Regions from separate parts of the Hordeum vulgare genome. Here region 2 is linked to region 1. Evidence: chromatin contacts called from public Hi-C data. All regions are on one chromosome and are shown on one strand. Each heading gives the region's core, a stretch centred on a gene start, on an enhancer-like site or on the middle of the called end of the contact. The rest is flanking DNA. Distances are from core to core; before and after follow the strand shown.

What was found. Hi-C and Micro-C count contacts between places; a contact is called where the count stands out from the background.
Region 2: a contact with region 1 is called in a Hi-C map of leaf, with 2.4 times the contacts expected there. The contact joins the promoter of LOC123414829 here to the promoter of LOC123445301 in region 1. A contact is called at or near these places in 1 of 6 Hi-C or Micro-C datasets (leaf) and 1 of 1 datasets of contacts at active chromatin or transcription factors (embryo).

The regions. Positions count from the first base shown.
Region 1 is chr1H:460,625,047-460,632,258 of MorexV3_pseudomolecules_assembly, reverse strand. It overlaps LOC123445301 (protein CANDIDATE G-PROTEIN COUPLED RECEPTOR 7-like), which reads left to right and starts at 4,602. Exons shown (of 1, transcript XM_045122265.1): 1 at 4,602-6,472. The coding sequence starts at 4,766. The coding sequence ends at 6,139.
Region 2 is chr1H:460,792,544-460,799,755 of MorexV3_pseudomolecules_assembly, reverse strand. It overlaps LOC123414829 (probable membrane-associated kinase regulator 4), which reads right to left and starts at 4,321. Exons shown (of 1, transcript XM_045106683.1): 1 at 2,880-4,321. The coding sequence starts at 4,088. The coding sequence ends at 2,970. LOC123445311 (phosphatidate phosphatase PAH1) reads right to left here. Exons shown (of 12, transcript XM_045122292.1): 12 at 6,737-7,212. The coding sequence ends at 7,211.

The DNA.
Region 1 (7,212 bases), core at 3,353-5,852:
TCACTTCGTGTGACGGAGAGGTATCTCGGGCCCACTCGGTAATACAACATCACACACAAGCCTTGCAAGCAATGTGACTTAGTGTAAGTTGCGAGATCTTGTATTACGGAACGAGTAAAGAGAATTGCCAGTAAACGAGATTGAAATAGGTATGCGGATACTGACGATCGAATCTCGGGCAAGTAACATACCGAAGGACAAAGGGAATGACATACGTGATTATATGAATCCTTGGCACTGAGGTTCAAACGATAAGATCTTCGTAGAATATGTAAGATCCAATATGGGCATCCAGGTCTCGCTATTGGATATTGACCGAGGAGTCCCTCGGGTCATGTCTACATAGTTCTCGAACCCGCAAGGTCTGCACACTTAAGGTTCGACGTTGTTTTATGCGTATTTGAGTTATATGGTTGGTTACCGAATGTTGTTCGGAGTCCCGGATGAGATCACGGACGTCATGAGGGTTTCCGGAATGGTCCGGAGACGAAGATTGATATATAGGATGACCTCATTTGATTACCGGAAGGTTTTCGAAATTACCGGGAATGTACCGAGAATGACGAATGGCTTCCGGATGTTCACCCGGGGGGGGGGGGGGCAGCCCACCCCGGAGAAGCCCATAGGCCTTAGGGGTGCCGCACCAGCCCTTAGTGGGCTGGTGGGCAAGCCCAAAGAGGCCCCTGTGCAGGAGATAAGAAAATCAAAGAGAAAAGAAAAAAAAGGGGAAGTGGGAATGAAGGGAAGGACTCCACCTTCCAATCCTAGTTGGACTAGGATTGGAGGAGGAGGACTCCTCCCCCCCTTTGGCCAACCCCCCCCCCCCAAGGCAAGGCCCCTCCCCTCCCACCTATATATACGGAGGTTTTAGGGCTGATTTGAGACAACTTTTCCACGGCAGCCCGACCATATACCTCCACGGTTTTTCCTCTAGATCGCGTTTCTACGGAGCTCGGGCGGAGCCCTGCTGAGATTAGATCACCACCAACCTAAGGAGCGCCGTCACGCTGCCGGAGAACTCATCTACCTCTCCGTCTCTCTTGCTGGATCAAGTAGGCCAAGATCATCGTCGCGCTGTACGTGTGCTGAACGCGGAGGTGCCGTCCGTTCGGCACTAGATCGGAGCGGACCGTGGAACGGATCGCGTGACGGTTCGTGGGACGGTTCGCGGGGCGGATCGAGGGACGTGAGGACGTTCCACTACATCAACCGCGTTCATTAACGCTTCTGTTGTGCGATCTACAAGGGTACGTAGATCTGAAATCCCCCTCGTAGATGGACATCACCATGATAGGTCTTCGTGAGCGTAGGAAAGTTTTTGTTTCCCATGCGACGTTCCCCAACAATCTACCCCTCTGTCACCTATTAGGAAAAGACCATCACCTTAGCAATCCACATAGCATGTGTTTGCAAACTCACATGTTCTCTCAACTTGTTTCATGATTTTAGGGCATATATGACTTGCTCGCTTGTCTGATTCGATCTGCTTGTTGTAATGCCTTGTCATAAGCCGCCTATAGATTCTTTCAACCATGGTAAGTATTAGCAGCTCCCTAGCCTCCAAAATATACCTTCAAATGTCACATGTGTTAGAAGACCTAAGCATGAAAATATTTCTAAAATGGTAGCAAATAACCAAAGCATGAACATATTTTGAGATAACCTCTTAAAAACTTCACATAACTTGTTCAGTAGTATATCACATTTCCGCAAATCACTCTAAAAATCTTTCATCAATGTGTTAGGTTCCAGCTCATGCAACCACTTGTGGGCATGTGCATTAAGTAGCTTCATTTCCTGCATCCCCTTCTCATATAACTGAATTGTGTTGCTCCTTGCTATATTCCATAGTGGGTTCTTTAAAATATCCCCTTTGAAAGACTCGTGGAAGTTCTGCCACATGTGCCTCACACAAAATCTGTGTTATGACTCAGGGAATAGTTGTTCAACTGCACTTATGAGACCCTTTTGCTTGTCTGACATGATAGTCCAGGGTTCAGTGTTGATGATGCCAAGACCCCTTTTCAGTGTGTCAAGGAACCACATCCAGTTAGTGGTGTCCTCCACTTCAACCACAACATTTGCTATTGGAAAGATACAAATATTTGGATCTACAACAACAACCGCAAGTAGTTGACCTCGCAACAAAGATCACCGGCCTACAACCCTGAAGGAATCTCTCTTGCAAGCATCCACACACATGTATAGCTTGCTGAACCTTGCATTCTCATCAAGTGACATATAAAATGGTGAGCCAAGGTTGCTTCTCCTAACTTCATTAGCATAATTCCAAAGAAGCTTATACTACCCTTCTTCATCACCATATACTATCTTCATTGCCATCCTTCTTGCTCTCTGCAACTTCATCCTGCCTGGTGTCATGTGACATTCTTTCTGGACAACCCTAGAAAAATTCATAAGGTTCATGTCTTGATCAGCCGTGAATTTCATAAGGTTCATAAAATTCATAAGGTTCATGTCTTGATCAACCCTAGAAAAATTCATAAGGTACTTTTGTGCCAGGAATTTAGCTGTGAAAGCCCTAAACTTCCACTTCTTGTTGCATATGTGCTCACTCACATATCTTTTCACCATGAAAGCCATAGTCCTATTATCATATGATGCCCACAAATACCATGTGCAGCCTTCATCACACTTTGCTTTCAATCTCTTCATGTCATTCACAGGCAACTTGGTATGAACTCTGTTCTGACATGAGTACTCTTTTATGACAGTCCTCAACAACTCTACACTATCAAATACTTGCCCAACATGAAACTTTGGCCTATGAAGATCCTCTTCTCTAAAGGATTTGAACTTCAAACTAAGCTCTTCATCATCTGAATCAGGAGCCCACAAATCATCAGTCTTAGATATGTCTTCATCAGAGTGGTATGCTTCTTTCCCTTTCTCTTGATTGTTAGGAATTGCTTACTCTTTCCCTTTTTTTCTTTGCTTTCTCATTTGATCTCTTTTCATATTTCTGCCCTGGTTCATCTTCATCTACATTATCTGCATACAGATTATCATCACCATCTCCTATCTCATTGTCATTGTCCACAAGCAGACCAGGCTCATAATCTTCACCTTCTGTATCACTTGCTACATCCTCTTCTTCGAGTGCATAGTTCAACTGGTTCTGCCTGTCACTCCTCCTCATTCTTATGTTTCCACCTGCATCACCTTCTTGCACACCATCTGCCCGTTCTTCATGTCTTTCATTACCCACATCTCTATGTACTCATGCCCGCTTAACAAACTCAAACGGGTTGACATCATCATCTGCATCACAATCAGGATAGACAACTTGAATAGGAATATGTGCTTCCTCTCCTCTTCCAAACTCTCCTTCTGCGTGAACTTCTCCATGCTCTGCTTCTGCCTCACCTTCTCCGTGCTCTGCTTCTGCATTCTCTCCATTGCTATGCACTCTCCTTGTTGGGCTGAAAACTTGAGGCAAACTAGCTCTTGGATGATTCACAACATCATCCTCGCTAAGGTTAGCTCTGAAGCTATCATCATGATCCAAATAAAGACTGAAAAAGTGGTGTCCAATATCAACAAACATGAGCATTTTGCCAGCCCGTTCATCATCAGCTATTGCCCTGAGACCATTTGTGCTAAGTGTAAGGATAGGGACACAATAAAAAACCTTAAGCCTCCCTGCCATCTCATAACCTATTTCTTCCACAAGATTTTCAATCATTATAGGTGACCAGGTGACCCTTTCCACTTGATCATACAAAATGGCACGACCATTCACATAAGAACGGTTCTTGCCATGGCCAAGAAAAAACCCACCATGGTTGATCTCCATCGGAAAATTGCTGCTTCGACGACCTCAGACAACAACAAAAGCACTACATGCATCACAATCTCTTTATTTAACTCTAAAAAAGCCTAAGCCCCAATTCCCTTAACCCCTAAATTCTGACTAAAAACCCTAGAACAACCGGTCCAATCTTGCAACTACAACACATCTTAGATGAAAATGCGGTCCTAAAAGGAGGTTCTTTGACGACCAAAACGCACAAACCTTACGAGAAGAACAGGGGCAGATACTTACTGTAGACACGGGGTGACGCCCCTTCTGCACCACGAACACGGGCCATCGCCGACGCCTCACACAAGAAGAACACGCGCGGCGGCGCCACCTATGCATTCGCGGAGGACATCCGCGCCTCAGCTTGCGTGCACCGTCGACGATCGTTGGGGGCGGCGTCGCTTATGGAGCCGCTCCCCTATTTCCAATCGAACACGAAGAGGCGACGTGAGTGGAGCAGGGATGAATGGGTGGATTCCATGATGGTCACGGGGCTCGACGCAAAAAAAACGACGACCACGCCTCCGCGGTTCGCCACCTGGCCTCGAGCCGGTCAACACGTGTTCAACCGCGTTGTACCCACCGTATATGTGCTACAGTGACCGTATTTTTTCGTTAAATCGTATCCGATGACCGTAATGAACGTATTGCTAGGCTCAGTAACCGTATTGTACTTTTGTGTAACTATAGAGACCATGAGTGTATTTTTTTTCCTGACAGCCCTTTCACACCCCGAAGTGTACAAAAACGGGAGTGGAAACTTTCCCGTCGCACCGTCTGCTAGGACTGCACAAGTCAACCTCCTACCGAACAGTCACCAATCGCGAGGCACATCCGAGCCCCGCTCTTCCGCCACATAAGACGGCCGTGCTCCACCCACCGCCCACGCGCACACCGACACACTCCCACGCGCTCCGCCCCGCACAGGCGACAGATCTCGCCATGGCCACCGCCGGAGCTCGCCTCCTGCTGCTGCTGCTCGCCGCCGCGGGGTCCCTCCTCCTCGCCTCCCCCGCCGCGGCGGAGATCAGGGCGGAGTCCTTCCGGGAGGACCCGCGCCACACCATCCTGTTCGAGAAGTTCGGCTTCTCCAAGACCGGCGCGGTCCGCATCATCCTCTCCGGCGCCGCCGTCTCCTCCTCCTTCGCGCGGGCGGACCCCAAGCAGATCGGGTTCTTCCTCCTCGCCGACGAGTCCCTCCTGCAGGCCGCCTCCGAGCCGCGGGCGCCGGCGGAGAAGCGCGCGGCGGAGCCGGAGGACCCCAGCGGCGCCGACGAGCCCGACCTCTCCGGGTGCGTCCTCTCCAGCCCCTACGTCAAGAAGCTCTTCACCTTCCACGACATGGAGGGCGGGCACTACAACAAGTCCTTCCCGGTCACCCACCCCGACGAGTACAGCCTCTACTTCGCCAACTGCGCGCCGGAGTCGCTCGTCTCCATGAACGTCCGCACCGAGATGTACAACGCCAACCCGGACGGCTCCAAGGACTACCTCCCCGTCGGCCAGGCGCCCGTCCCGGCCATCTACGGCTTCTTCGCCTTCGGCTACGCCGCGTTCCTCGCCGGATGGGCCTACCTCACGCTCTCCCGCGACCGCGTGGCGGCCAACCAAATCCACCACCTCATGTCCGCGCTCCTCGTCGCGCGCCTGCTCTACTGCCTCTCGGCCGCCGAGGACCAGCACTACATCCGCGTCACCGGGACGCCGCACGGCTGGGACGTGGCCTTCTACCTCTTCCAGCTCATCAAGGGCGTCATCCTCTTCGCGGTCATCGTGCTGGTCGGCACGGGGTGGTCCTTCCTCAGGCCATTCCTGCAGGACCGGGAGAAGAAGGTGCTCATGGTGGTGATCCCGCTGCAGGTCATGGCCAACATCGCCGACGCGGTCATTGGGGAGACCGGGCCGTTCATGCAGAGCTGGGTGACATGGAACCAGATCTTGCTGTTCGTCGACGTCGCCTGCTGCTGCGCGGTGCTCTTCCCGGTCGTCTGGTCCATGCGGTCGCTCCGGGAGACGTCCAAGACCGACGGCAAGGCGGCGCGGAACCTGTCCAAGCTCACTCTGTTCCGGCAGTTCTACACCGTGGTGATTGGGTACTTGTACTTCACCAGGATCGTGGTGTTTGCGCTCAGGACCATTGCCAGTTACAAGTACCGGTGGGTGAGCATCCTGGCCGAGGAAGTGGCTTCAATGGCGTTCTACATGTTCATGTTCTACACATTCAGGCCGGCCGAGAGGAGCAAGTACTTCTCTCTCGACGACGACGAGGAAGAGGCCGCGGAGATGGTGCTCCGGGAAGAGGAATTCGAGCTCTGAACATCTGTAATTACCCGCGACAATGTCCTGAGCCGCAATTACCCTCTGAGATTGCTCTCTTGGCGCCCTGTTTATCTGATCTCCCCTCTGAGATTTTAGCACACTGCCCTTACACAGATATCAGGTATAGCTCATCATCGTCTTGTATGTGCTGCACGGCTGTAAGATTATACTGTAGTATTTGTTCCTCTTTCACAGTAGCTTCAAATTTTGTCGTTGAGACACGCGGGATACCATACAGGATACATGCAAAAGGAGGTCATTACTTGATAAGTGCATAGGAAATTGATTGTGCAAGTGTTACAGTTCAGGCAAAGTTTGAAGTTCGCTGCATTTCTGCGTGGTAACCAGTCATTTCATTCCGGCACTTTGACTTCTGATGAACCTTTTGTTTGTCTGTTAACACAACTCGAAGTGATGTTGTACTACTAATATGATTTGCCACTCATTGCATTGGAAGTTCCGTAAGTAATTCATTTCATTTTAGGGGGTTATCCTCCTTTTCAAAAAAGTTATACTAGTACTGATATTACCATTTGAAATTTGCTGCATTTCTGTGTGGTGGCCAGTCGTTTCATTTCGGCACTTCGACTTTTGCTGATCCTTCTGTTTGGCTGTTAACACTACTCGACGTGATGTTATACTGATATACTATGATTAGCAACTCATTGCATTGGAAGTCCCATCGTTCATTTTAGGGGGGAGCTGGGGAGGCAAAGATCCTCTTTCATCCTAAACAGAAGGGAAAAGAGATCTACTTGAGGCCTTGTTCAGTTAAGCCACTCCCCAGATGGATTGGTGGGGATTTGAGGAGAAATTGACCTAGATGGGATTTAATCCCTGCCAATACCTGTTAATTCCGTCCATTTGTCATGCAACCGAACAAGGCCTGAAGAGGAAAACCGACGCGTCTAAACTAGGTGCTCCTTTGCTTCCTTCCATTCCAGGCAACGTCGGTGAAGGCTCGATGAAGAAAGGTTTGTCCAAGGAGATCAACCATCATCTGCGGTACTTTTTCTTTCGTGCAACGACATTTACAGACTTTGCATTTCTGAAATGTGTCGTGGTTGGGC
Region 2 (7,212 bases), core at 3,072-5,571, 170 kb before region 1:
TGCTAGGGTGCAGCCGACTATGGGCATCCAACTGCTCGTGTCCTCCAGATGATCGACGGTTGGGTCGTGTCTGTCACGGAGTGGTAATCCGATTGCATACACTTGGTCTTATGATGGGTATCCCCTTTGGTATGTGTCTTCTTGGGTTGTAGCAATGTAGCTCCACTAGGCCTGGATGGCGGCCCCCTTGGCCCATTGTATTCTCGGTCGTATTCTTGACTGTCTCGGCATTAGACTGAGCCATATGTAAGTATGGTCCTACCCCTTAGGTATATCCCCATCGCGATATTTAGGGTTCTCGGAATGAAAGAAAAATATAGCCTTCGAGAGGCGGTGGAAAGGAGCACCAAGGGGCCCACGTGCCCCATGTGGCCACCCCCTGGCTGTGTGAGGGCCCATAGGGCAAGCCCCGTGTGGGGCTCGGGACCTTCTCGATGCAAACTTTTTTCCTGCATTTTAAAAAAATGCCTGACATACATCATTAGATCCATCATAGGATTTAGTTTCATATTTATATGTATTGTCTTGTAGATATATAGTTCTCTATAAACTTGGTCAAAAAGTATTTACATTTCGAATGCCAAGCATACATCACAAACATGAAACCATCAAAAAGTATAGATACATTTCAGACGTATCACGTGGTGGCGGCCGATTCGTTCGATGCGGTGGTCTGCCGGGCAATTCGATGACGGTGAGCGGTGGATGCAGCGGGCAGGGCGATTTGTCGATAGCGATGGTAGCCGGAATCGATCGGATTCGGTGGCAAGGCTAGCGCAGGAGGGGAAGCAGTTGTGCACGTGACTGCAAGTGGAACCTTTCGGATGGTTGTAGGACTTCTATTTTGTGATAGTCGTGCGTTTGTTGTGTATTTGCATCACTAGGGGTGAAATTTAGGGCTGCCCAGAAATTTGTGTTGATGCTACATTTTGAGTTCATAAAGACCACACTTTGTCCAAAAAAGCGACACAATAATGAAATATATATTTTTATCACCGGTGGGATCCTGCTTATCAGGTTTAGGGCAGATTAGATGGTGACAAGCATATCCAGCGCTCTTTATGCGACATCATTAGCAGCCTAATATGCTGCTGATTTGTATTCACTTTAATTATTCTGGTGTAGTTTCAGCATCATGTGTTGCTTAAGCCAAGCATAGAGAATATGTACCCACCTTGCATTGCAGTCTCGAAGAAGACTTGTTTTTTATCTGGAAATTGTGATGTGGGCTAGCTGATCTTGTTGGTTGCATTGCAGCTTAGCACGAGTAAAATATGAAATCTGGCTCTTCCTTTGCGCTTTACACTTGTGCTATTCAACTACACCCTCAGTTCCTACATATAAGACGTTTTGACATTTCAATTTTTTTTTATTGATTGCAAGTTTTTGTTGGTAGCTTATCAAGCTAGCTGCTTGATTAGATTAAATTGCCAAAACGTCTTATATTTTGAAACAAAGACAATACTTATTCTTTTTAATTCTGTCAACATCGAGCAATGGTATGAAGCCCAGAGTTCATCAGCTGAACTGGTTTAGGTAGTTAGGAACTTTGGCCCATCACCTTAGTTTTTCATTTACTTCATCAACCTTCTATGTTGAGCAGTTGTTAAATTCAAAAGAAAGTTGGCCACTAACTTCAGTTTTTATTTCATTTCATTATCCTTCAACGTTGAGCAATAGTTAATACACTTAACAAATTTGCTAAGCAATTAACTACACTGCCCGTGTTGCCTCAAAGAGGAACAATGGAACCGAAGTGGCCCTCATATACAAGCATGTGGAAAGGTGCTACTAATCCACCTCCAAAGCGTCGACCCGGATCAATCAGCATGCCCTTGTTTAAGCGCCATGTTTCCCTGCATGCCTATCAGGAGATCCGACCCATGGCGGCTCGGACATGGACGAGACAGCCATTGATGGAAAACAGAAAGCTCTGCGTGCCTCCCTCCCTCCCTCCATTGTCTCTCTTGTGTTTCTCAGTTACATTTTGCCACTAAACCAATGGCGTCCATGCTTGTCTCCTTGATTAGTTGATGCTGCTTAGCTTTAAACACGAGCACGATATTGGTATTGGCAACTGGTAGTAATACATATACTGTTGTAGTGGGATTAAGTCGAGCCCTTTGTAGGCTGCAGGTTTTGTGTCGTGTCGGCCACTGGAGCTCGGCGTCTCCTTGAAACGAGATACCCTGCTCTGGTAGTGTATTTTTATTTTTTGCTTTCGCCCACATGCATGCATGGTGTGATACTGTGGTACTATGAGATGACTGAAAGTATCTACTATACTAAGTATATGATCCACCGTGGCCTGGATCCACTTTAACTAAGGCCATGAAATCAAACTGTCAGAGAAAAAGCACGTTTCACTTGGCTCTGCCTATGATGCTTGCTGTCAGGCTGCGTGATGATGGTATATTCATGGCTTGCTAGTATCTTTGATCGTACCATCAAATGATTCTGTGAAAAGCGTGTGATCTTTGCTTTGGGCTGTCATATCTTCGTGATGAATTTACAGTCTCTAATCATCTCTGAACAAATGCAAGCAGTGGCGAATAATATGGAGGTCGTTTTCACGCTCATAAGACTTCCGGGGAAGGACCGATTGTTACGTGCCGACTGCAAATATGTACTGTATGATAGTATGATCTCTTGATGAGATTATGTGCTTGACTTTGTGATCTTCTTAGGTCTCATCCTCTTATTTTAAATTTTAAAACTGCAGCATATGCTTCTTGTCTTGCAGCTAGCACTAATCAGATGTGGTTACCGTGCTGCACGGCGATCTAAGGGTCAGAAAAGAAATCTGCTCGACTGCTCCTACTCATAGTGCACAGTCAGTTGATCTGTGACAGGTACGGGGTGGTCAAGAAGAACACAAGTTTCGGTACCACAAAATTTTCCAGAATGCATCATTTCATACATCATTGTACATTCAAGGTTCATCAGGGAGCCGATCGGGCGGTGGACGATCATCCTCTGCAGATCTCGATGAGCTCGTCCAGGCCCTCGGACTCCGCGGCGACCTTGGACGCCGCCGACGACGACAGGAACCGGAACCCGGCGTCGCTGGCGCTCTTCCTCACCGAGGCCAGCTGCTGGGACTTCTTGCAGTAGGCGATGAGCCCCTGGATGGGGTTCTCCGCCTCCGAGCTCGCGCTGCTGCTCCTCCTCAGCGCCGGCGCACCCGCCCCGACGGCGCCGTCTGAGTCGCTCGAGCACCGGACCGACGACGAGGTGGAGGACTTGGACGAGGAGGAGGACGACGAGGACGACGGAGGCGCTGCTGGCGCGGGGGACGTCTTGTTCGATGCAGAGTACCGGACGACGACGCTGGAGAAGGACCTCCGGTGCCCCGCACGTCCGCCGCCGCCGCTGCTCTGCTCGGTGATGCACCTGTTGCTTCTCATATGGCCGAACGGGTTCTTCCTCCACGCCCGGGGGTGGTGACCATGGCCATGGCTATGGCCAGAGAGGTCCTTTCCGCCTAAAACGTTCTTGTCGTCGCCCCCTGTTCCCGCTTGCTTCCCGGCGAACATGGTCTTGAGGTAGGCCTTGGAGGCCTTGAGCTGGCGGCCGAGGTTGAGCTGCCTGACGAACCGGAGCTTCCTGGACCACGGCTTCTTCTCGCCGCTGGCCGCCGACGCGGCGTCGTCGTCGGCCAGAGCCATGCCGGCCGCGTACTCCCGGAAGAACTCCTCCACGTTGAGCTCCCCGCTGACGAAACACGAGTTGGCCGGCGACACGCCGCGGGAGCGCTCGCAGGGCGTCGCGGGGGCGGTGCTGACGGCGAGCCCGCCGAGGCGCGGCCCCCTGGCCCTGACGCCGTCGAGGAGGAGCTCCTCGACCATCTGGACGCGCGGTGGCAGGTGCAGCGGCAGCAGCTTGCCCTTGTAGAAGAGCTCGTCGGCCGGGGACGCGAGCGGCGGCTGGCCCGACCGGTCGAGCGGCGCCGACATGTGGAACTCGAAGTCCCTCCCCGCCGCCCCCGCCGCCGCCGAGCTCAGGTCCATGTCGATGTACTCCTCCTCTTGCTCCAGCCCATCGCCGTAGACCTCCTCCCCTCGCCTGCTCGCCATCGCAATACTCATGCTGAGTAGCTACTCTCGATGGCACTCGTTGGGACGAGCAGAAATGGCAGTGGCATCCATGGGTGGGAGCGCTCTTATACTCCCGTCGAGCTTTGTCCCGGAGGGGGGGTGGGGGCTACCGGGCCAACTAAACTACCATTGCTGTCCGTCCGCAAGATCCGAGTCTTGTTTGCATCCTGTACCCTGTGTACGTGGTGTGTCTGCCTAGGCCTTAGCTCGAGGGAACGAGCGAACAAGCACGCACTGCTCCATCTCGGGCTTTATTCGTGTCGTGCTGCCCCCCTCTTTTCTTTTTCTCTCGAGGGGAAATCGGCTTTGGCGATCCAACAAGTACCACCACCACTTTCACCACTAGTGTGGTGTCTGATCACTCGATTAGGGCTCCTCGCTTCTTTTGCCTTTGCCTTCCCTCCGCCCCCGATATCCCGCTCCACGCTTCTCTTCTTTACATGCGTGGATAGCTAATCATCTACTGCTCCTATCTATCCATCCATTCCATTTGACAGTAGAAATACTGCCCCTGCTCTTGTGTTCTGAGAGTTGATGATGATTACGGCATGGGTACTTGGTGCAAACTACAATGCGAGGTTGGTCATTGCAAGGCAATTAGGAGCGCTCGCGTGCGTGCGTGCGTGCGTGCATCTCTAGTTCCAACCACAACCTGTGGAGTGAGTAGTACTATACGGACAGTAGTACGGCTGATTTATTAGCAGGATCTGCACTGGCCCGGATACCGACCGGGCCGCTCTGCCCTCTTCTCCTCCTCGGGCAACTGAATCAAACTCGCTCGTATAAATCCGCTCAAAGCCCTTGGCGGCTCCGGCCAAAAACTTTCGAATTCGAATTCGAGGAGCTAGCCCAGCTCACGCCCCCAGATCAATGCAAAAAAACAAAAGCATGGATCGACACACCATACAGTACACCGCAGCGCTCGTTGGATTTCCTAGCTGCGGTGTGTGCTCCTACTACGTAGCAGCAGTAGCAGCTGGTACGTAGTAGTACGTGCGTGCATTTGTTTATGCCGTCTCGTCTCGATCCCATCTCCATGTCAACCGGCCTGCTGGCTCGTCCATCCACCGGTGGCGTGGCGTGCAGCGGTGGCTGGCTGGGGGGCGTCGTGGCCGTCTGAATCAGAGGCACAGTCAAAAGAAGGATCGTCTCAGACAGACAGACAGGCAGAGGCATGGGCTGACTGCGACGCTGCTGTGCCTTTGCATGCGCTGCCTGCGTCGCTGCGTCCGATCAGTGGCCTGTATGGAACTACGGGGTCGATGCTTCGGGGGTCGTGCCGCCGATCCTTGAAGAAGCGTGCGTGCGCGACCTGCCACCGTCGCTGCCACTGCCAGCCGCGGCAGCCGCGGCAGCTCCTTCTTTGCTTCCTTGTTCAGCTTACGCCAAGGTGACATCCTGCACAGCAACCTGACAACTACAAGCCGTGAATTTTGGCAAAGCACCGCTCCTGCTCTGGTGCTCCATAATAACAGCAAAAGTACAGTACAGATGCATACATGATTTGTCAAAATCTTTCCCGCAACAAGGGATTTGTTATTATGTACTAGCTTGTCTTTGCAAGGAAAAGGAAAGGCATTGACGTTACGTAGCTTTATTCTCCGCTACCACACTCCATTTCCCTCTACCACGAGCTAGTATAGCACCGAGATATCATTAACCTTAACATCGTCTCCCCGGCCCCAAAGAGTCCCGACTCAAGGAGCAAAGGAGGAAAAAAAAAACATGACTGTACAAAGACGCTTACCAGTCGCAGTGGTGATCCATGCAGTTGGATTAGGGAGCGTGACTGCGTGAGAGACTAGGCCTGCGGTCAACGGCCGAACCTCCGGGGTTTAGGGTGGCTGAAAGGGGGGCGCTCGCCACTTGCCGGCCGGCCGGCGGTGGTTTGAACGTGGAAGATTCCTGCTGATGGATTAAGCAAAGCATCTGGTCTGGTGATTAAAGGTCAAAGCGCCTTTGCTTAGCTCACTCTCATGACCCACTGAACGGGCGGTTTCCACCCCAGCTTTAACTACTACAGTAGTAGCAGTAGTAGTTGGTTCGGTTCGGCCACAACCGCACGTTTCGTGTTCGTGGTGTGATCCATGGTGCATATTTCCCCTCCACGCGACACTGACTGACAGTGCGGCGTTGCTTAGAGTAGGGCAAAGAGTCGGACAGATGGGACTTGCCTGCCCTTGCGTGTTGCCAAAACGTTAGGCTCACCCCCCCGTGAAAGGAGTGCAAAGGAAGGCGGTCTCGGAGCTCGAGGTTGCCAAAAGGTTTCCCTTTGATGTTCCCTCGCCGCCTCCGGCAACTCTGGGGCCCTTCCGTCACCAAATGCCTGGGAAAGAAAGGCTTGCCGCAGGGCTGGACCCTTCCTGCTTGCCCAATTGTTCGGCTGAAACAATCGCAAGAAGTACAGTACGTGATGAGCTCTGGAGGCCAGCTGCTCTGCTCCTGCTCGGGCACGCACGCACACACACACACGCCCCATCAGAGTTTCCAGGAAAACCGGCGGTGCTAAAAGTTTCTTCTTCGCCATTTAGCAATTGTCAGCAGGGTCACGACCACAAAACGGAAGAAAAAAAACGCATACCATAATCTGAGTTGTCATCGTCTCCGTCCACAGGCCCGGCTGTCATGCACATGCGACGTTTACACCAAAAATGCGGTCGTATTTATAATCCCATATACAACAACATACAGCGTGATTGACAATTTCTCTTCCCTGTTGCCTTCCAGTGTACCAGCAAGTAATCTAAATAAACTGACAGATAAGCTACTACATCACAGCCTACAGCTACGAGGACAAGGAAAGCAACGCAGGCTAGCAGCTGCTGATAACAGATTACTAACAAGCTCGGCGGGCGGCAATAAGTTCCGACGACGGCGATGACCATCAGATCACTACCTAAAAGATGAATGATCGTGATAGAGCTGCGTCGGGGCAAAGGAAATCGAGCTTCTGCAACAACGGCGATCAAAACAGTGCATCTGGAAACTCGCCCTGTGCTATACAGGTTGGACAGAATTCTGCTGTGGCGATTGAGAACTAGCGTACACGAGCTTGCCTGTCATGCTGTCGCAGACTCTACTTGCACCTAACTGCTGTACTTGTCAAAACTACACT